2 separate regions of the Lactuca sativa genome follow, and region 2 is linked to region 1. A link is a contact called in public Hi-C data. All regions are on one chromosome and are shown on one strand. The core of a region is the stretch at or near the end of the contact, and the rest is flanking DNA. Distances in the headings are between cores, read along the strand shown.

What was found. Hi-C and Micro-C count contacts between places; a contact is called where the count stands out from the background.
Region 2: a Hi-C map of leaf shows a contact between it and region 1, with 3 times the contacts expected there. The contact joins the promoter of LOC111876265 here to the promoter of LOC111876261 in region 1. A contact is called at or near these places in 2 of 4 Hi-C or Micro-C datasets (leaf and seed).

Annotation. Positions count from the first base shown.
Region 1 is chr8:7,003,431-7,009,770 of Lsat_Salinas_v11, forward strand. It overlaps LOC111876261 (probable pectinesterase/pectinesterase inhibitor 61), which reads right to left and starts at 2,484. Exons shown (of 3, transcript XM_023872805.3): 1 at 1,323-2,484; 2 at 770-906; 3 at 1-625. The coding sequence starts at 2,440.
Region 2 is chr8:7,178,380-7,184,719 of Lsat_Salinas_v11, forward strand. LOC111876265 reads left to right here and starts at 3,119. Exons shown (of 42, transcript XM_023872820.3): 1 at 3,119-3,300; 2 at 3,647-3,720; 3 at 3,883-3,982; 4 at 4,214-4,291; 5 at 4,408-4,520; 6 at 4,661-4,754; 7 at 5,370-5,419; 8 at 5,568-5,698; 9 at 5,853-6,060; 10 at 6,145-6,213; 11 at 6,282-6,340. The coding sequence starts at 3,886.

The sequences.
Region 1 (6,340 bases), core at 1,234-3,733:
ACAGTGAACCGGTTTGCCTCAATAGCCGATGTAATCACCCGATAACCCGGCCATTTGACCCGTTGCCCGATAGCCCCACCCGGCCCGTAATTCATATATTCCCCGTAGTATAATGTATCCAGTGCAAACGACCCGTCCCATTCCAGCCAACCTTTCGGGTCAATATGATCACCCATGTAGCTTAACAAGTACACTGTCCGGGCATACATCTTCCATGGCCGACCAAGGAACGTTTGGATACTTCCCTTTGACGCCAAAAGATCCGGTTGGGCTAAAAGCTTACATGAGTGGATCGAGATCCCGGTGTTTTGATTTGGGTCTTTCCGGTTTTGGGCCGTGATTGTCACCTTCTGTTGATCCATCGGCTTCCGGGCAATGATATTGCAGTTTTGGATGACGACGGCGGCGTTGCCGAAAATGAAATCCACCGTTCCATAAATGTCACATTCACGATAGAATTGTCGTTGTGAGTGTACGTATAACGAGTCTTGGTATCCAATTATGTTGCATCGGTAAATCACCGACTTATCTGCACCCACTCGGAGTGCTACAGCTTGGTGTTTTGCGGCACCGGCGTAGTTCTCGAACGTAATGTCACGTGCCATGAACCCTGCTCCGGTGGCAGCTGCAAGTCAAATGTTTATTTAATGTACAACTTTACATGCATGGGGTACAAATGATTAGTGAAATGATGGAACAACGCACATGGAAAGGAAGCAAAAGTTGAAAATGACAATTCAGGACATGGGCTATCGGGTTTTATATTTACCAAAAGAAGCAGTGTGGAATGTGGTCACGTTATCAGCAACGCTCACTCCTCCTGTAATGACCGTTTTGCCCATACCATCGCCTATGAACATCAAATTCGTTTTCTTCCTTCCTACCTTTAATTCTTTCTCTTCGTACCTTCAAAATAACAAACAAACAAAAAAGGTTATGAAAATAATAGTAATAATTTGCATTACGACTTCAATGTCGGAATCATTGCTTACGTTATAATTAGCCCGCACCAAACTTAATTGTTTTTATATACCATGCGTCAAATCCTATTTATTATTTATTAAGTTGTATATGTGAATATTATTTGAAAAAATAAAATTAAAATAATAATAATATAACTACATGCCAAATATCCAATCATCCACTTCTATATATTAATTACTTGTCTCTCTTTTATAGTATTATTTAATATTTAAAAACGTACGAGATTTTTACCGTTGACTACGAGAAAACTGACAGTGGTATTACTGTAACTGGACCAAACTAAAATGCCCTTTTGAAAAGTGACATTGAAAAGAAAAGAAAGTGCGTGTGTTTTTTACCTTCCAGCCTTCACGTAGATGATGAATCGGCGATTACTATTCTCAGGTGCTTTTTTGATCGCCTCCTTGATCGTCTTGCACGTGCCATTGCCGTCTTGGGACACAACTATGTCGGCTTGAATTAGGGACGCCGGCGTCTGTATCAATCTTCTCTCTTTCTTCCTCACCCACACTGGAAATTCCGGTAGCGGTGATAATTTACTGGTTTCTTCTGCTGATGACATTAACCTCCTCCTCCGCCGGTTCTGTATCGGAATTCCATCTGCATCCTCGTCCTCGTCGTCATCAGATGATGAGTATATCGCCAAGCTATTGCTCACGAGCTCCGATAAGTCCTTAAGCTTCTCTCGCATCTGATTCCTCACTTCTCCTTCCTCCGTCTCCGACAAACCGTCCGTACACGTGTCTTGATTCGTGAGCGACGCGCTGAGCCACGTCATCACGTCTTCAGGTGATCCTAGGCGCTGCGGGTCACCGTCACCGGAAGGGGCGACGGAAGTTAGCGAGCGTGTGAGCTGGTCAACGGAATCCTCCAGAAGCTCGAGGCAATCGTTGTATGCCGACCGTGCACGTCCGTCCATTTCCAGGTTGCTGAGATCGGTAGACGTATACAACGCCTTCCCGACATGATGAAGCGTCATGTTGACTGAAATGTGAACCAGTTCCTTATCCGATGCGATGAGTGAACCCGGGAAATCGACAAGCGAATTGACGCACAGGTTCTGGTAAAGTGTACGGCTACAGACTCGTGATATGGCTTTCGTCGGCTGCCGGTGGGTCATTGAGCCGGATCCACCACCGGAGTCTTTACTTCGGAGGACCACCACTAGTGTCACAGATACCGCCGACGCGATAATGAGTGTGAATCCGACTATGAGAAGAAGGAGCTTTAGCCTGGACCTTCTTTTGGGGGTTGGTTCAAGTGGTTCTGATGAACTAGTGGCGTAATGATCCTGCGTCAATTCAGCATCGGATTGTGATTTTGCTTCAAGCCTACCGTAATTCATGATTATTCTTAGATTCTGAACGATTGGTTGCAGAAGAGAGAGGATTAATTTGGGGATGATGATCGAGAGGGTCAAATCGGAGAAAGAATGAATATAAATATATACATACATACATACAAAAGGGTGGGCATAGTCGACACTATTTAGTGATGACTGTTTACTTGGACCACGAGAAATTTAGTTTGTTTTGATTTATAAAATTTTATGATATGATTTTAGGGTGGGATGAGTCGACACTTTTTAGTCGACTTTTTAGTGGTATCGTTTGTGAAATGGATCCGAACAACGTGTTGCCACCAATCGGGAGAAGTCACAGGCTATCTATCTCGTTTAAATTCTCTCTCTACTCCTCTTTCATACAGTGTTAATATATAGATTGGATGATTACTTAAAAATCGGTGAGAATTATGAGAACAAATATTTATCGTAATATTGAAAGAATAAGTGGTTAACCAAATCCTATGTGAGTAACTAAGGAAACATAGCTATATTGGGCTTAATACCTTAATTTAATGAAAGTGAAATATTGATAATATTTTTTAACACCCAGTTTCTCTCTAGGAAGTAAGGAAACCGACTGTTGGTCATTAGGGTAATACTTTAAATCTAACAAGTTTGGTAGCTAAATTTGTGAAAGGGGAAAGTAGATATGGAAGCCCTCTTAGTGTTTTGAGTTAGTCGATCAAGGGAAGGAGTAGAATGTGTGTTCTTGAAAGAATAATTAAACCAAATGGGGGTTTTAAATGAAAACACATATTTATGCATTGGAGAAGAATCCATGCCTAGAAATTAATTCTCGAAGGTATGAACACCTCCCTATTTGACTTGCATTCGCGTGTTTAACTTGAAAATGACCAATCTCATTTACTTCAAATGGTAATTTGGGATTAGAGTGTGAAATTCTTTGAATAAATCTTAATTATTATCATCCTTTGAACTTGACTCTAAGATGTTTAGAGATGTTAGGTGTTGAAAATGAGAAAAAAAAACTTGTAACATCCCGATGTCAAAGTAATTTCAATCTTGACCCTATGTTTGAATAATGTTATATTTTAGCCATTGGAATTGGAAAATTGGCCCTTAGTGGCATTATAGTAATTTGGACTTTGGGTTAGTACGTTGGGCGTACGAAGCGTACGCTGAGCGTACCAGGGTGGACCTTAGTACGCTGGGCGTACACCTCGTACGCAGGGCGTATGCACATGATGTCCAAACCCTAATTTTTTAGGTTTCGGCCCTAATATAAATGTCATTATAACCTCATGCCCCCTTCCTTCTTCAGCCTCCTTCTGTGAGATCGACCACAAGCAAACCCTAAGTGAAAGAGTGCCTTTTTGAAGCCAATTTGAGTGTTTAGAAGTGTTCTTGAAGGTAAAGAGTGTGGTGTGAAGAGCTTTGAATTGGGAAGCACCTTTGATCTGTGATTTCTTCCTTGATAGCAACCTCTAGAATGTAAAAAGTTAGCATCTTGATCACTCCATCCTATAGATCTAGACTTTTGCTCTTTTAAGACACTTTTTGGCCCTAGAGTGGTGATTCTTGAGCATGGCATAGTCTTGACCCGATAAGTCGCCCTTTCAGACCTTAGGGAGGGTCTTGAGTCATAAAAATGTAGTTTTGTTGGTTAGTTTTGCTCCATACATTCTTTAGAGGGTCTTAATGCATTAAGATGTTGTACTTTGGAGTATTGGGCACTTAATGGACATGCAAAGTCATAAAGTTGGAAACTTTATGACTCTTGAGGATGATTTAGCATTGGATCTGAAAGTTGGACGTAAGAGATTAAGGCATTAAACTCTTAATGAAGTTTGGGAAGTCTGGGCATACGCCCTGCGTAACTTGAGTACACAGCACGTACGAGGTCAACTCTCCTGTTTGTGGTCAATGCTCGAGTATCCCCCGCATACGCACCCTGAGTTGACTCGGTCGGGTTGACTCAGTTGACTTATTGATTTGACCAGTTTGACCTAAACTAAGGGTGACCAAGTTTAACTTGAGGGTATTTTGGGTATTTTGGATTGTGTTTGAGAATTGGTCAATTGGATGGATAGGCTTCGGTCAGAGCAGAGATTCGGAGTCGGGACCTCATCAGCTATTGTTCAGATTGATATGTGAGTCTTCCTCACTATACTTAGGGGTCAAAGGCAACAAGGTCGGCCCTTTGGATTGATATCCCGGTTTAACGTTTGTTGTTATGTTGTGATGATATGTTAGATCTATATCTTGGTATATAGGATATTGTTATGTTGTAGAGATCTGTTAAATCGACATCCTGGTATTTGGGATGTTAGCATGCGGTAGTGATTTGTAGATCTGTTAAATCGACATCCTGGTATTTGGGATGTTAAATCGACATCCTGGTATTCACGGCCAGAAACGACCGATTTTGTTTATGCTTTATAAAAATCAGAGTACTTCTTTTCATAAAAATGTTGCAGAATTTGTTCCCAGAAAAACATGATAAATACGTTATTAAAACATTTTCGAAGAAACGTATTTATTTCATTTTAAAACGTTTGTGATGTCATCGTTAATACAGAAACATAAGCATAAACAGAACTTACAATTATTTACACTAGTGATCTACATCTCTTTAAATCTCTCAATGTAATGTCACTTCATATCGTCACCTGTGATATAAATAAATTGAGTGGGTCAGGTTGGGAAACCTGGTGAGTACATAGGGTTTTCAACCCACAATAATATAATTATTATGTTTAAACAATCAAACAATCAACCCAATTACCCATCCTCATTATCTTCTTTTACTCTTAAGGATTTATCCTAAGAGTCATCTATCCTGCCTTTGTTTATTCCGAAGTTCCTTACTTCCAGGGTTATAGGTCTGGCACTAAATCCATAGCTGCCGATGTTTGTTCGTAAAGCACTAATTCCATAGCTGCTATATCCTACTCATCGGATACTAAATCCATAGCTACCAGTGTTCAATGGGTACTAAGTCCATAGCTACCAATTCCTAATAGGTACTAAATCCATAGCTACCAGCGTCTAACTAATAGGTACTAAGTTCATAGCTACCAATTCCTAACAGGTACTAAATCCATAACTACCAACGTCTAACAGGTACTAAGTCCATAGCTACCGGTGTTCGTCCCATAGGCACTAAGTCTATAGCTGCCAATGTATACTCACATCATCTTCTATCTCTAATCATTCATCTACCCCTCTCATACCCAACATATCCGTATATATAAAATACATATACAGTTTAAATCCTTTAAAACATGTATAAAACGTTCATCCAGCATAGACAGCAAGTATTCAGATAATATGCACACATAGCACGTAGTTTATATAAAATACTTCATTTCTATGTGTAAGATGAAAGGGACTATGCACTCACCTGAAAGGTGATGACTCAGCACTCGGACAGCGCTTCGATACTCTCAAAATGATTTTCCTTCGAGTCTAACGATAACCGCGACAAATTAATTAGTCTGACTATTATTAAGCGTTAATAACACTCAATATAACTCATAATAATAGCCCAAATAATTATTTTAAGGACCTAATAACATTTCTATAATTATTTGAAAGCTATATTAAAAATTGCGTAAGCGTAGCACACTTACAACGAATTTTATCGAAAACCGGAACTTAATTGGAGCAGCGTTTCGAAACCAAAAGACTCCTTTTTCTTGGGATTCCAGGAGCCTTGGGGCTTCTCTCGGGAGCTAGGGGGTTTTCCTAGGGTTTAGGGGGGGGGGGGGTTTGGGGTTGTAGAGAGAGAAAGAAGTTAGAGAGAGAGAGTGAAGAAATGGTGTGAAAATGGAGGCAGCCCTTGGTTCCCTTTTATAGGCGAGGCCTCGGACGTACGCTGGGCGTAGTCCTCAGCTACGCTGGGCATAAGGCTTTCTCCGTATGACACGCGTCGCTTCGCTGGTGGTGTATCGTGGCCACTCCTCGGACCAAGTAGAAAGGGTACGCACAACGTTCCATCCTCGCACACGGGGCGTACCTCGTACGCGAGGCGCTTCTTGGCTATGCTGG
Region 2 (6,340 bases), core at 1,869-4,368, 180 kb after region 1:
AATATATTAAACGGTGATAAGACGAAGGCAAACGATTAACAATGATTAAAATCTGTCCTCTTCTGATTGGAAGACCCAACGGTGGACAATAGGTGCCGAGCAGCGGAGGACAACAGATGGCCGAAGGTGAATGGAACAGTCACTATTCCTAAACGCGATGTCCTTTAAATATGTATATTAATTTGGGCTCGTTAATATTTGGACCGCTAAAAACCGATGCACAAGTCTATTATAGGGTTTATGGATGATTCAAACCTAATTTAGTGTATTAATATTTTGTATTCCATATTTCCATTTCCATCAGGCGTAAGCCAACAACCTAGACCTAATGCTCGTACCCCATCAGTGATCCGACTCTCTCCTTCACGGGTTGAGCCACAACTTCAGCAATCAGCAATAGCAGACTAGCAGTTCACCCCTCCCATTCACCACGATAACGACATTCACAACGGCCTACACACATAATCTAAGTCGATCTACGCACACAACATTTTGGGAAGATTTTGTTGAAAGACCAGTTCAGTTTATTCGTCTCCTACCTCTGAATTCTTAATCGTCGCTGCATCACAGATTCACATCCTTGTCGCCGAACCATCTTAGCCTCTCAGGTAAGTTTCGAATATGTTCTTTTTCTTCCATCTCCTACCTCCGAATTACAAAAACTATACTCGATGATCACTCTGTTTATGCTCTTTGTCTTTATTACAACTAAACCTTCAATGTTAGTACAATAAGTTTCTAAGCCGCCTTATTAAACCTTCAAACATTTCCTATACCAATTATCAACTTAGACACATAAATAGTCTGTAAAACTGTAATGTTAATACAGTAAACAATGATAATTATGTTGGATTAGTGTCTAAGTCCATAACTATTTTGGTATGTACTTGACCCGATGGTGCATGGTCCTTTTGGGTTGCCTTCACCAAAGCAACTTGATAGGATGAATTATGGAGAGAAATGATTAAATATGATTTATTAATATATTATGGGAATAATATATTAAAGGAGAAATCATATTGTTTAATTAATATTAGTCAATAATTAATTGATAATTAGTTTTGTGACTAAAAGAGATTAATTAAACTTAAGGGACTGGAATTGTAATTATAAGATAATTGCAATTTGGGCCATGGATTGCCTTATATTAAGGAGTGGACGAATTCTATGGGGAAACCCATAAGGAAATCGTCCAAGGCCCTAATTAAAGGAGTCTATGGGTTGCTTAGGGCTTAAGCATCCAAATTAGGGTTTCCTTGTTAGATAACCCTAATAGCCTCACTATATATAAGACCCTTATGACCCAAAAACGTGGCTAAGACTTCTTATAGGGTTTCACATGTTTTTGGGCAGCCTCCATCCTCTCTCCTCTTCATCCTCTTGCTCTTGGTGTTTGTGAACCATTAGAGGAGTGACATTTGTGGCTCTAGGCTTTCTAAAGTCAATACAAGGAGATTTGGGATTGTTATTACTACATAACAATCAAGGTAACATCTTAAACCTATTCTTATGTTAATATGATTACTTGTATGCTAGAATTAGGGTTTATAGTCTTGGATAACTTGCATGTACAATAGAGAAACCTAGATCCAAACATTAGGGTTTGTATGAGCACATAGGATGTTCTTAGGACCAAAACCCATCAAATTACTAGTAGAAAAATGATAACCATAGCCGAAAATATAGCCTACCATATGTATCACTTGTTGGTAATATTTTTTAAGCATAATTTTTTTGGATTATTTTTGTTAAACACGATTCCATATTACCATATGTATCACTTATTATATACTATATAATAATAAATTTAACAAGTGATACATATGGTAATATTTTTTAAGAAATTTGTCGATAAATTATTATTATATAGCCGGGAAAATGACTCTTAAGGGTAACTAACTGTTGCGTTTGTTCTCATTTGGTCCCTTTCATTTTTTTTTTTTGTACTCAATATACCATCAAACTTGTTATTTGTGTTCACCATAACCCTTTTGACCGACTTTTGACCCGTGATTGCCGGTCAAAGGGTTATGGTGAACACAAACAACAAGTTCGATGGTATATTGAGTACAAAAAAGGGACCAAATGAGAATAAATGCAACAGTTGGTTACCCTCCTGATTCATTTTCCCTTTACTCATTTACAACAAATTTCACATCATCTCTTGCTGATATTAATGACTTTATGAACTTCATTTTTGCTTCTCTTCAAAACATAATCCACGAAAGAACATTATTCATACATGTACAACTTTGTAATGCACTTGAATATTTATTAGGGGAATCTTGACTAAGCAGCTGCATTTCATGACTACATTTACATTTCTAATCAAATGATTTATCATATAATGGACTCTAGACAAGTCTACAAACGAGTGGAATCACAAGTGTTTTGATTTTTTAGTTTACTTAGCTTTAAGATCGAATTCATGGGATAAGATACAACATCAATATGTACAATATCATGCAGCTTTTACAGACACATCACCATAATATACATTGAGGTAAACGTTTATGCTGATAAATATACCTCTCATATACAATCATATCCTTTTGTAGAGAGGTGTTGACAGCTAATCACAATAAGTATAACATAGACAATGTTTTAACGAAGTTACCCATCCGAAACGCTTTTCATATACGTTATGGCCAAAGAAGGTTGCAATATTTGATAATTTTGCAACTTTAATTTCATTTAACTTTTTGAGGAAAATGATTCAAGAGGGTAACCAACTGTTGCGTTTGTTCTCATTTGGTCATTTTTTTTTTGTATTCAATATACCATCGAACTTGTAGTTTGTGTTCACCATAACCTTTTGATCGAGTATCACAAGTCAGATACTCGATCAAAAGGTTATGGTGAACACAAACTACAAGTTCGATGATATATTGAATACAAAAAAAAGGATCAAATGAAAACAAACACAATAGTTAGTTACTCTCCAGAGTCATTTTCCCTTATATAGCCTACCATATGTATTATTTGTTGGTAATATTTTTTTAAATCATAGGTTTTTTGGATTATTTTTGTTAAACACGATTAGTTTAATAAATATCTTTAACTTAAATCTGATCATAAATCAGAAATAGAGAGAAAGAGACACAAGTACCACCGCAATTCGCCCCCTTTTAAACCCCTTTTTTTAAACTGTTTTGGCATCGGCAATTCTGATGCTTCTTGTTCACGTCTATAATCACAAGCTCATTGCTCGTGCGTCGTTTCACATTCCTGTGTTCGAAGAATTTGAAAAAGAAACCCTCCAATTCTTCATCGTCTTCTCGAAGGCAGACTCCTAAATCGGTAATCTTCTCTCTCTTCTCTCTTCCTTCGCCGTCCCGCCCTTCTTCCGGCATCCACTACTTAGACACATCACCACCTCTCTCTCCGTCTTCTTTTCCTCTTCCTATATGTTAATTCTTCATCTTAAATCGCATCTTCTTATGGTTCAACCACCGCCGTTTCCTCTAACATAGCCTTCTTACCTGTATTGACCACGGATGCAAACACAGTTCTTTGTTGCATGTCATGTGTTGATACTGTTTTCTGTAGCCCGATTTTCTATCTGTAATTTATCAGTTAGGGTTTTTGGTAGTTATATACTTAAGCATCTTCTTTTTGTTTCTGATTTTGATTTTTTTTTGCTTAGGTTAACTCATGAATGTCAGTCATTTGATCATATAGTAGCCCCATGCTAATTTGGCACGGAGGTTGCTGACTTAGGTAATACATTACTGTGATGTTGATGCATTTTTGTATTTTTATTGACGCAGTTATCATCATAATGGTTTAACTACCAATTCAATTTGCCAATCATAATGGTTTAACTGTACTAACATTGAAGTTTTATAGACTATTTATGTTCTGAATTGATAATTGGTATAGGAAATGTTTGAAGGTTTAGTAAGGCAGCTGATATTAGGTTATCTTGGCCAATATATTAAAGATATACACAGAGAACAACTCAAGATCACACTGTGGAATGGTAAGTCACCAGTTTCTATCATGACCTTTTTTTGACTTAGTTTGTTATTAATGGCTTGCTACTTTCACTATTATCAGCACAATATATTTACTTTTTATTCATCTACATTTATGTAGTTTGAAGGGTATAACAACATAAGCAGAATACTCATACCATTGTTACCACATTAATGGTTGACCATATGCAATGAATTTCTTATACTATTGACTTTTTACGCTCCCTTTAATGCAGAGGAAGTGTTCTTAGAAAATGTGGAGTTAATTCTAGAAGCTTTTGATTATCTAGAACTTCCATTTGCTCTAAAGCAAGGTGATCGATATCAACCTTAAACTTGCAATACTTATTTTACTTTGTTATTTCTGGGATGTGGTTTTTCATGTTTGAGCTATGGCTGTGATGATTTAACATTTGTGAGTGCTTGATAGGTCGGGTTGGGAGGCTAAGCATTAGAATTCCTTGGAAAAAGCTTGGGTGGGACCCTATTATAATAATTTTGGAGGATATATTAGTTTGTGCCTCTCAACGTGAGGATGAAGAGGTAAGTGATATCTCATATCAAGATATGAGTATTGTACATCTCCATCATATTAGATAACTTTACATTGCATGGGCCCAGGGTTTCCCTGCCAGGTCAGCTTACCACAAAAAAACTAATTTAAACAGCTATTTTTTTTGTAGTGGAGTGTTGATGATGTTGAAAGACGAGAATTTGCTGGAAAAAAGGCCAAACTTGCTACAGCAGAACTGGCAAAGTTATCACAACGTGTGTGTGGTGAGTGACTGCTATCCACCTATAGCTATAGGTTACATTGTTATAACTCCTGTTTTTCATTGTGCATTAGAATGATATGCATCCATGTATCTAGAGAAGTCCAATCTTTGTAGTTTAGTGAAAATGCAACCATGTTTTGTCTGTCCTATATATAAATTTGGCAGCTTTTTCTTCACTGTTGTCGGTTTTAAAATTTCTTAGATCTTCCAGAGTTGTTTAAGATCATCCTTTTACTATACTTTTTAATAGTTGTAGGTAAAAGTGAGTGTTAGTTAATCATAGTTATATTCACTGTTTATTTATCTACTTCTTTCATCCCAAGAAGATAAGTTTGATTTGACAATATACAATAAAAATGTTGGGTATTGGTCAAATATCTAAAATGTTCCTTAATGAGGGCAAAATAAAGAAAAAAACTAGACCTCAATCAAGTTTGCAGATATTAAGTGATGATAATTAATGGAAAAAGCAGGTGAAGAAATGCTGTTTGTCGTATATGGAGATATGGGATTGGTGACATTCTGGGACACAACTTTTTTTTTTTTTTTTTTTTTGCATAAAAACAGCAAATATTTTTTCACATTTTTGGTGCTAATATATTCTGTTGTTCTGCAGATAATGATAATCAAACTGGGAAATCATTTATTTCATACATTACTGCGAAGGTAGTGAGATTCCATGTTGATTTAACTTGTTAATAATGATAAAATCATAAACACTTACGCCTGTGTTTCTGTTGCTTGTTAGGGTTACTTATCATGTAATAAGTTTTCATTAAACTTAAGGTTTTTTTAATTCCGTCATGCTTTCCAGATTATTGATGGCATTCAAGTCACCATCAGGAATGTCCATGTCGTATATAGAGATATTTCAAATGACAAGGCACAGACTGTATTTGGTTTGAAGTTGGCTAGTTTGACTGCAATGAAGCAAAATCTTGTTGGGTATCTCTTTTTTTCTCTACAATCATGTTGTTGTATGTAGTATTTCCAAAGAAAAATAGATTGCACACTTTGATTTTTACAGTCATCTGTCCAATTGATCTTTTCTCAGTTTATCAACTACTTAAAACTCTGAATTACTCTAATAAAATTTCAGGGTATTAAATGGAAAGGTGAGAGCTGGCCAAGTAAACAAACTTGTTGAGATACAAGGTTTGGAAATCTACTGTAAAACCTTTCATGGATCTGCTGAAGATCTGTATACCAACAATGGTGAAGACTCCATGTCAATGGTTGCTGCAAGCTTTGAAAATGATGAACATGTTCACTTGTTGTCCCCAGTTGATGTATCTGCTTCTCTTTCGGTATGCAAGTCATGCTCTAATTGCGTCATCTCATAACAATTTTCTACTGCACATTAGTTAGGTTTTTACTGTTGTACTTTGCAGGTGAACAGGTCTGGAAGGCTCGAGAATAATGCAGCACAATACTCGGTTGATATCGAGTTATCTGGCTTGGTTAGTTTCTTAACTTGTATTATGTCAAATTTCATAAATAACATTTAACTGACATGTCCGACTTATAGGTTTTGTCCCTTGATGAAGATCAATTGCAGCAAATACTGTATCTGTATGATTATCTATG